Linked DNA regions of Mus musculus: all the other regions are linked to region 1. Evidence: chromatin contacts called from public Hi-C and promoter capture Hi-C data. All regions are on one chromosome and are shown on one strand. The core of a region is the stretch at or near the end of the contact, and the rest is flanking DNA. Distances in the headings are between cores, read along the strand shown.

Region 1 (3,297 bases), core at 717-3,216:
AATTAAATATCATGTTTCCTCTACAGCTTTATAGACATTTTGATCAGATTAAGGACATTCTAATTATAGTTCTTTAAGGTGTTTTTAAAATCATATGTAGGTATTGAATTTTATTAAATGCTTTTTCCTGCATGTATTGGGATACTCACATGATCTGTTCTTAAAATTATAATTGATTTCTAATTTTAAACCATCCTTGCATTCGTGGAATAAAACTCAGCCTGAAGGTGTGGCTGGAGAGATGGCTTGTTGCTCTTGCAGAGGACCCAAGTTCAGATCCTATTCTCTGTATATGCAAATACCTGTATTCTCACACCCCAACATACACACACACACACACACACACACACACACACACTACCACTCTTACCCACTTGTTTTTTACATTTCTATCTTAGTATTTTATGTGTATAAGTGTTTTGCCTGGTGCTCACTGTGGTCAGAAGAGGGCACAGGATTCCCTGAGACTAGAATTACAAATGGTTTAGAATGGCCATATGGGAAATCCTCTAGATTTCCCCCACTGTAGTAAGATATTCACTTAGGTGATCCTGTCCCAAAGTCAGCCATCATCCTTATTTTTTTTCTTTCTTTCCATCTGATATCCAATACTTTTGGCTCAATTTTTAACATAAATCTTAACTATCACAACTTATCAGATTTCAACTGCTACTGTCCTGGTTAAAGCCTTCATCATCTATCTTTCTTCAACTGCTGCCAGGACCTCTGGACCAGCCAGTTCTTCATTCTTCACTGGCAACATAGGTTTTATGGTGACAGCTAGTGACTCAAATATTTATCAAGGGCTTCTCATCTCAAAATAATCTCCTAGTTCTTTTGGTGGCCTAGGTCTCTCTCCAGTCACACTGGCCTCCTTAGTAAGGCAGGCATAGTCCTTCCTTAGAGTGTTTAAACTTGCCTAGAATGTTTTCCCCAATTACCCATATTGGGAGACGACATGAGGGCAAAAGCTAGAGGGTATCATAATAGCACTTCTTTTGTCCTTGCCCTATCTATTTCAAAGTCTTTATCTCTGTGCAAAATTTTAAGTTCTACTTTCTTGTATGTTTAGTATGACTCTTCCTTACCAGGAGTCTAGTTTGTCTCCTTGTTCAGTACTAAAACAGTGCCTAGCAAATAAATGAATAGAGAGGGGAGCCAAATTTGAATCAGAAAGTCTCTTGTTGCATAGTGTTTAAAAAACAAACAAAGAAAGAAAGTCTCTTGTTGAGCATTTGTTTAGCACAAAGAGCATTGGATGCTGACTGGTATCAGGGTAAGGCTGCTTTGACAATGCTCCCTCTGGCCTCACTCCCTTTTATACGTACTTCCATCAAACCATCTGATTCAACAATGACAGACCGATCTCTTATGGGCTTGGCACACACCATCTGCCCATTATAAACGTCTGCAAAGACCAAGGTTTGATATGTTGATTTTACTGTCAGCCTTAAGAGTGCGACATCTGCTAATTTAGTGTAATAATACAATCAGTAGACCCTTTAAAACAAGTCCCTTGGCTTGGAACAACGCCAGGCTCCTCAACAGGCAACTTTGCTACTTCTACAGAAAATGATAATAAAGAAATGCTGGTGAAGTCAAATGCTTATCACAATGGTGAACTACTCAGCAGGGAGGCTCTAATAGGCGCCAAGAGCCTAGACTTCCTTAAGCGCCAGAGTCCACAAGGGCCCAGTTAATCCTCAACATTCAAATGCTGCCCACAAAACCAGCCCCTCTGTGCCCTAGCCGCCTCTTTTTTCCAAGTGACAGTAGAACTCCACCAATCCGCAGCTGAATGGGGTCCGCCTCTTTTCCCTGCCTAAACAGACAGGAACTCCTGCCAATTGAGGGCGTCACCGCTAAGGCTCCGCCCCAGCCTGGGCTCCACAACCAATGAAGGGTAATCTCGACAAAGAGCAAGGGGTGGGGCGCGGGCGCGCAGGTGCAGCAGCACACAGGCTGGTCGGGAGGGCGGGGCGCGACGTCTGCCGTGCGGGGTCCCGGCATCGGTTGCGCGCGCGCTCCCTCCTCTCGGAGAGAGGGCTGTGGTAAAACCCGTCCGGAAAATGGCCGCCGCTGCCGCCACCGCCGCCGCCGCCGCCGCGCCGAGCGGAGGAGGAGGAGGAGGCGAGGAGGAGAGACTGTGAGTGGGACCGCCAAGGCCGCGGGCGGGGACCCTTGCTGGGGGGCGGGTAGGGGCGGGACGTGGCGCGGGAGGGGCCCGCGGGGTCGGGCGACACGGCTGGCGGATGGCGTCCCTCCTCTCTACCCTCCCCCTCCCTCTGCCGCCGGTGGTGGCTTTCTCCACTCGTCTCCCGCAATCGCGAGCGACGGTTCTCAGCGCGATCTCCCTGGAGCCACCTTCGAATGACGCCCTCCCGCTGCCCGCCCCATCTGTGCGCATCCTAGGCCCCAGCTGTGCAAGCGCCCTTGTCGTCTGGGCTTCGCCAGTTGGGGCTGCGCGCGCTCCTGCCCTTCTTGGGGCTTTGGGCCTCGGCACTGTCGCGCGCCCGCGGTCCCGGCCTCTCCCTGGATCGCGCTGTCCCCTTCTCCCTCGCGCGCCCCCACTCCCGTTACTTGCTCCCCCCTCACACACACAGACTGGCGCGCGTGCGCAGTCCATCTCCCGTTGGGAGAGTGCGCCACAAGGGCTCCTGAGCTCTTACCCCCATCTCTGGGTTTTGCTCCCTCCTCCTCCTCTCCCATTCCGTGACTTTTTGCCCCCACTGCAAGCGAGTCGGTCCATCAGCTCCATTCCCCACTTGGCAGGAACAAGTTGAGGGTTATTGTCCACCCACAAAAAGGACTAGACATTATGTTCCTAGGTCCCACAACTCATCATAAAGAGATGGTTGTAGTTCTCATCAGGAACCGTGGGCAAGGGACTGTGCGTTCCTCAGCACTCGAAGCTCTTCCGTGAGACCATGCCCGCAGGGTGCTCTGGTTCTTTGGGGATGCTGTGCTGTGGCTTCGGAATATGAGCGTCTTCCCACCCTCCCTCCCCTCCCTTCGCCAGCGATCATCCAGTTACATAAGTGGAATGGGACGTTGTATGTAACGGGCTCTCTTCGTCCTGGAGCGCTCAGGATCGCCAGTACCAAATGGGGCGAGATCATCGCATCGCTGTGACTCCTGTCACTTATCTTTGAAAGTTCATTCTCTTTTTAGTTTGGTTATGGCTGAATCACTGAAAATAAAACACAGGTGACTTTTATGTGGCAGTGGCAATGTTTCTGAGGTTTTGCACTAAAGGTTTAAAGTCATCATGGAGTCTAAAAAAGATTCCCTCTCACA
Region 2 (3,422 bases), core at 777-3,276, 1.1 Mb after region 1:
ATTGGTCAAACCCTCACAGGATGCCTTTCTGTGCACTATAACATCCTGAAGGGAGTATCTTAATTTCTTGCCACTCGGCCTCAGCTACTGCTAAACTGGAGTGGGGAGAGAGAAGGAGGCCCATAGGATGTGATATCTGTTGAATTCTCTGAAGCCTTCACAGACTCTGGTAGCTTAAGGCAACCACTGCCAATTTTTGACCTAACTACATACTGCACAAGAAGACAATGCCACTTTCTACGCAATGTAATCTGCTGCCTGACCACAGTTGCCAGCACTGAGTACATGTCTAACACTCACCTTCGTGTGTCAAATACAAACTAGAAAAAATCCACACTTGCAACACAACAAAGAAGAAAACAATCTAAGTCTTAGATTTAACATGTGATACCAAAACTTTGAAGGAAAAAGGTAAGACGGTGTGCTATCAAATGACTGAATAAACAACAAAAAAAAAAATTGGCAGAACTTTATCTATCTTGAAGGTTTTATAAAGGTAGCATTTGATTACTGAGGCTATGGAGCACTCACAAAAAGGGACCTATCATGACTGCCCTCCGAAGGACCCAACAAGCAGCTGAGTCAGATGCAGATATTTGCACCCAACCAATGGACAGAAGCAGCTGTCCCCTGTTGTTGAATTAGGGAAGGCTGAAAGAAGCTGAGGAGAAGAGCGATCCTGTAGGAGGACCAGCAAGTCTCAATTAATCTGGACCTCCAAGATCTCTCAGACACTGGACCACCAAACAGGCAACATACACCAGCTGATATGAGGCCCCCAACACACATACAGCAGAGAACTTCCAGGTCTGTGTTCATTCAGAGATGATGCACCTAACCCTCAAGAGACTGGAGGCCCCAGGGAGTTTAGAGCTCAGGTGGGGTGGGGTAGAGACATCCACGTGGAGACAGAGTGGGGTGGGGAGGAGGTATGGGATATGGAGCAGTTGGAGGGTGGATGGGGGGAGCAGGGAATGGAACATGGAGTGTAAAAAATAAATTAAAAGTAAAATAAAATAAAATAAAATAAAGAATAAATGTAGCATTTGATAATATTTTGTACACACTCCTCAGTGTCCTGCATGCTTTACATATGTAAACCCATTTAACTCTTTGAACTGTCTATGGTGGAAACTATTTCCATTATTGTTCATGTAAGAGCTGAGTGATCCAAGGGTCCCATAAAGTTACCTTGGGCTTAAATTCAAGCTCAAGAATCCCTGCATTTAGTCCACTTTGCACAATCAAATGAACACTGGGTAAAGCTCCTAAGGCTTCTGACATTTACATTAACTTTGTCACCTGGGTCTGTCCTCAAGCCCATCAACCACTGTTTATCAAAGGAAAGGGGACTATCCTTGGGTTTGGTCACTCCTAAGTAGGCTACTGTAGTCAACCGCCCTCTGACATTACTAGTAGGGGGATGGGTAACGGGAGTGCACTGGCGCAACAGGGACCATTTGTGATCCTCCAGCGCCATCTCGTGGCTGGAGCTAGCACTGCCTCAGGAGGAGCCCCTTAGAAGCTGGTCTCTGGAGCAGCCATTTTGTACTCTCCTTTCATAGCGGGCACCTCAGCCTGAGCTAGCGGCTGCAGGAAATGGCCGCGCGAGTAGGTGTATTCTTACCCTGGAGCTGGCTAGCTTACTCATGCGCATGCGCCCCCTCCCCCCTTCCCTCCCCGCCCCCCCCCCGCAGGAGCGATCCAAATCTGCCTGCGCAACAGAAATCTGCTGCAGTCACGGGTGCATGCGTCCGTATTCGTGGTGCCTGTCTGCGGCAGTCTGACTAGATCTATGCTGACACACTCCTCAGTGTGTGTGTGTTCCCCCAAGTGAACATAAGTTGCTAGAGCAAGGCTTGTCAATATTAATATTAACGTTTTTGTCTGGATAATAATACTGTGTGTGTTGAGAATGAGGCACTAATATCACCTGTCACTATAGGTCGTTTAGCAGCATCCATGATTTTTAGCCTTTAGAAGCCACCCTCGGTTGTGGCAACCCAAAAAATCTTCGGTTACTACTGTATGACGCAAGAGGGTAGGGGTGGGCAGGACAAACCTCTGATTGAGAGCTGCCATCTCCAGTGTATACTGGAGAAGAGAGGAAATTGAAATGCTTAAGAAAAACGCTGGAGACATACCTTCAGGAAATTAAACAAAAATCTCAAGAACTCTTGTTATTAATATTTCCCCAGATGAAGGGCTAGAAAGATGGTTCAGCAGTTAAGAGCAGTGTGTACTCTTTAGAAATCTTAAGTTTTATTACAAGCACCCACATACAGCTAGAAACAATCTCTAACTCTAGTCTCCGAGGATCCACTGTCCTCTCTCTACTGGCCACCACTGACGTGGCAAATGGGTGGTGTGCAAAAACATACATGTGCAGGCAAAACACTTATACATATAATTTTTTTAATTTAAATGGGAAAAAAAACAATCCAAACATAGCCAGTTATTAAACAGTGTCATCAGAAATGTTTGCTTTGATTTTTCAAACGGGTAAATATTAGAGCAATGTTACTATCTGGGCCTGAGCTCTGCAGTAGGGCAGATTTAGAGTTTATTCCTATTTGCTCATCACATGTGTGGACCCAAGTTTTCTCCTCTATCAAATTGCACAATCAGAAATCTTTCTTGGCTTGGGGAATAACACCAGATTAAGTACACCAGCTGGAAGGAGACATTAGCCTTCAAACACATTTCATCAACTAGCTTGCTCAAGTTTCTCAGAAGGTTTCTCCTTGAGGCTGTTCATTAGCTCTCAGCTACCACGGGTATGGTTTTGGATAAATCACTTAACCTGTTTGTTTCCCCATTTACCCATCTCACAGGGTTATTGAGGCAACTGTAAAGTACATAAAAACAACATACTGTAGCTATCATCAGCTATTATTTTCCTCAGTTCTAATCGTTAGTAAAATTTAAAAGAAAAAAAAAGGTGCATAACAAGGCCTGTAGCTTACAGATCCATTTTCCACACCACCTCCCAGCATATGATTTAATGTAAAAGGTGACTGTAGTGTGGTGTTAAAATTCAAATACCTATTCATCTTTAAGTCTATAAACCACAGCCGTTCTTCTTTGGATTAAAACCTGATAAAATTTCATTATATGGAACACGGCCCTGATCCAGTCTCCTCACTCATTAGTCTTCAACTACTCTATGCTTTGGAACATGTTAAATCCTAGGTCCTGATAAGAGATCCTGTCTCACAAAACACGATGTATGGTGCCTAAGGAATGACACTAGAAGTTGATCTCTGGTCTTGACACACATGCGCATACACAAACACACAGACACACATAAACACACACACACACACACACAGGAGCATACCCATGTGAACATACACACAGACATGCATACACATGTACACCCACATATACATACAAAATCAAACTTCAAACTAGTATAAGTG
Region 3 (3,165 bases), core at 23-2,522, 1.3 Mb before region 1:
CTGTAGATTGCCAAAAAATTGGCAGTACCTTATAATGTTTGGGGGTTTATGGAGCCAACAAACTCCAAAAGAGGTGACCCATTCCTGGCACTGGGCTTTATATTTGTTACCCTGCAGTGTTTAGTAGGGACATTGTCATCCTGATGTAGGGGTAACTCCATTTAAATTCTTATATATGTATACATGTATATTTTATTTAAAAAGCTTCTACAGTAGTAGGTTTTCATATTTTTTTCAAGTATCTTTAGTGTTAATAATCACTACCCATACTCACTTCTCTCTCCTGCCCTCCTATCCTTACCCCACGTAACCCTTCAACTTCTCCTGTTCCCTTTTCATATCAACTGCAGTATATCCCATTTCCCTTGAAATCTGCCTTCCCTTGTTGGCCCCTTGCTAGTTTCCTGATCTCTATGGATACTCCAATTTAAGACAGATATCTAAAGATTCAGAGTTAGCATTCACATGTGAGAGAGAATCTGAGGCATTTGTTTTTCTGGGTCTAGGTTACCTTATGGAGAATGATTATTTCCAGCTCTATCCATTTACCTGCAAATTTAATTTCATTTTTCTTTACAGCTGAGTAATAAATATTCCATTGTGTGAATGTACCACATTTTCATTATCCATTCTTCAGTTGGTGGATGTTGGCTCTTTCCTTTTTCATTCAATTATGAATTGAATGGCAATGAATATGGATATACAAGTATCTCTATAGTGGAATGTACAATCCTTTTAGATGTATGCCCAAGAGTGATATAGCTGGGTCATATGATAAGTTTGTTTCCAGCTTTTTGAGGAGGGAGGGTGTCTTAGTTAAAGTTTCTCTGGCTGTAATAAAACACCATGACCAAAAGCAACAGGGTTTATTTCAACTTATACTTCCATGTAATAAACAATTCACTAATCAATTTCACTGATGGAAATGAGGACAGAATCTCAAAAGGGCAGGAACCTGGGTGCCAGAACTGAATCAGAGATCATGGAGGAACATTGCTTACTGACTGATCATTATGTCTTGATCCGCCTATTTTCTTATACAATTCAAGAACACCTGTCCAAGAGTAGCTCTGCCTATGACTACCTGGGGCCTCCCATAGTAATCATTAATAAAAAAGCAACAGCAAATAAAACATATGGTACAGGTATCCTATCTGGATCTCTAGGCCATGTGGGCAGCTGGAAAGTTTCTGCGGAGAAAGTAGGCTGGAATCTGGTGAATCCCAAAGTGGAAGCTTTTACATTCCATGCAGACTCCAGAATCTTCACTATCTAGAGTTTCTTTGCTACAGGTACCAAGGAACAGTCTTTTAGAATAGGCTAGGAATTTAAATACACCTGAACGCCCCTCCTCAGTATTCTGTTCCTTTTCTTAAGGATTCAAACTTGTTAGGATGCACCCAGCAGGAAATGGGTTAAGCCTTAGCTCAGCCACTCTTCCTATTCCAGTTTTCCTGTGCCTGCTTCCTACTACCCAAAAGGAAGTAATCCTTTCAGATCTGTTTTGTGCTAATGCTACTTTCACTCACAGTAGATAAACTTCCAGAAAATGCTCTGCAAAATATTTAGGACTTTTTACTAAATCATTACATTTTCTTTTTGTTCTTAAAAGCTAAAGTTATTTTAGAGAAGAGTTAAATTTTCATTTCTTTAGTTGAACATTTTCTAGTAATAAAAGCCATGCAAATAGCACTCTTCGCTTGCTTCTTTCTGAGCCTTTTCAATTTCTGCTCTAGTGCCATCAGAAGATACTACCTTGGTGCAGTGGAATTGTCCTGGAACTATATTCAGAGTGATCTGCTCAGTGTGCTGCATACAGACTCAAGGTAAAAATCCTCTGTCAAGTGCAACATTGTGAAGATGTGATTTTGACTGTGTTTATTTGTATGACCCAACTCATACATATATTACAAATGATGAATTAAGGTTGTTTCTACTGACATGGAGAAAAGTCTACTAGGTGTTTCTTAGTGTAAAAGCATATAAATTATGTATAATATTCCATTTTTATAAAATTAATAATTACTAATCAAAACTCTGTGTGTGTTTGTTTGTGTGTATGTGTGTGAGAGGGTGGTAGGGAAAAGACATTCTAAGCAATTAGACTGCGTAGACTAAGGGGTCCAGTCAGTAATTTTTAACTTTTACAATGTTGTTGTTACACACATTATTTCTACACAAAAGTACACATCTACACAAAAAAAATAAACACATTCATCTCATTACCATTTGGAATGGAGAGGGTCTTTATCATATATTGTTATGTACTGTGTTCATTAACTCACCAATTCACTCATTTTGTGGTACTTCGGGTCTCCTGTTTTATTTATGAATGCTTTATCATTGAGATAAAATCCCAGACACATTACTGTTATTTTAGTGAATAGATTATCTGGTGGTATCTTGCTGGAACAAAGGACATAGTTCTGTTTTAGTTTTTTCTTTTGTTTTGTCTTTATATCTCTGGCTGGCCTGGGACTCACTATGAAGACCAGAATGGCCCAGAACTCCAAAATATCCACTTGCCTCTGCTTCCTAAGTTTGGGATTAAAGGTATGAGCCACCACAATCAGCTGTTTTAGTTTAAATTTTTAGAACGTTCAAGACTCTTCATGCATTTTGATCTTCAGAGCATGGGATTATACTTACCTCTGCATTTGCATCAGGAATAAGTCTAACATTATTGCTTAATTTTTTCCAGTCTTATAAGCATAGAATATTGTATCTTTAATTGTAATATTTTATTTGTAATGAGATTCATCATCTTTTAAAATGCGTGTTGGCTATCAGAGTTAATTTTTCAGACTTTACTTTTTTTATGTTTCACCCATATTTCTTTGGGGTCTTCCATTTTTTTTAGCTGCAAAAACACTTATTACATGTATTCATTATCCTTTATTTATATTATAATTTCTCCTAAGATTATCTATCTCTTGCCTTACTTTATAACTTACTTATGAAAACACTTAATTTTTATAGTCAAATATTAATTTTTCACATCCTTAGTTTTGACAGTGTTGGTTAAAATGTCTTTCACACCTCAAGGTTATATGTATGTCCTTCTAGATTTTGTTGTAAGAATTTAGTATTTTTGACTCTAATTTATCTTGACATTTATTTTGAATGGTATCTAGAGAGTGATCTATTTAGCTTGACTTCCATCTG

What was found. Promoter capture Hi-C pulls out the DNA fragments that hold promoters and counts their contacts. Hi-C and Micro-C count contacts between places; a contact is called where the count stands out from the background.
Region 2: a contact with region 1 is called in a Hi-C map of cardiomyocytes, with 5 times the contacts expected there. The contact joins the enhancer-like site here to the promoter of Mecp2 in region 1. A contact is called at or near these places in 2 of 39 promoter capture datasets (the 3T3-L1 cell line and pre-B cells), 2 of 484 Hi-C or Micro-C datasets (cardiomyocytes and uterus) and 2 of 115 datasets of contacts at active chromatin or transcription factors (astrocytes and large pre-B cells).
Region 3: a contact with region 1 is called in a promoter capture Hi-C map of erythroid cells, with 34 times the contacts expected there. The contact joins the promoter of F8 here to the promoter of Mecp2 in region 1. A contact is called at or near these places in 4 of 39 promoter capture datasets (the C10 cell line, erythroid cells, hippocampal neurons and 1 more).

Annotation. Positions count from the first base shown.
Region 1 is chrX:74,084,359-74,087,655 of GRCm38.p6, reverse strand. Mecp2 (methyl CpG binding protein 2) reads left to right here and starts at 1,966. Exons shown (of 4, transcript NM_010788.4): 1 at 1,966-2,146.
Region 2 is chrX:73,006,390-73,009,811 of GRCm38.p6, reverse strand. The region is part of intron 12 of Zfp185 (zinc finger protein 185); the gene reads right to left. Among named protein-coding and RNA genes, the nearest start is that of Mir2137, 16 kb to the right of the region's middle. Within about 2 kb of position 2,026, at least 324 of the 459 cell types and tissues checked have an H3K27ac peak or open chromatin away from gene starts, as enhancers often do. A contact at or near this core is called in cardiomyocytes, pre-B cells and uterus, where this site is marked.
Region 3 is chrX:75,378,148-75,381,312 of GRCm38.p6, reverse strand. F8 (coagulation factor VIII) reads left to right here and starts at 1,272. Exons shown (of 26, transcript NM_007977.2): 1 at 1,272-1,826. The coding sequence starts at 1,681.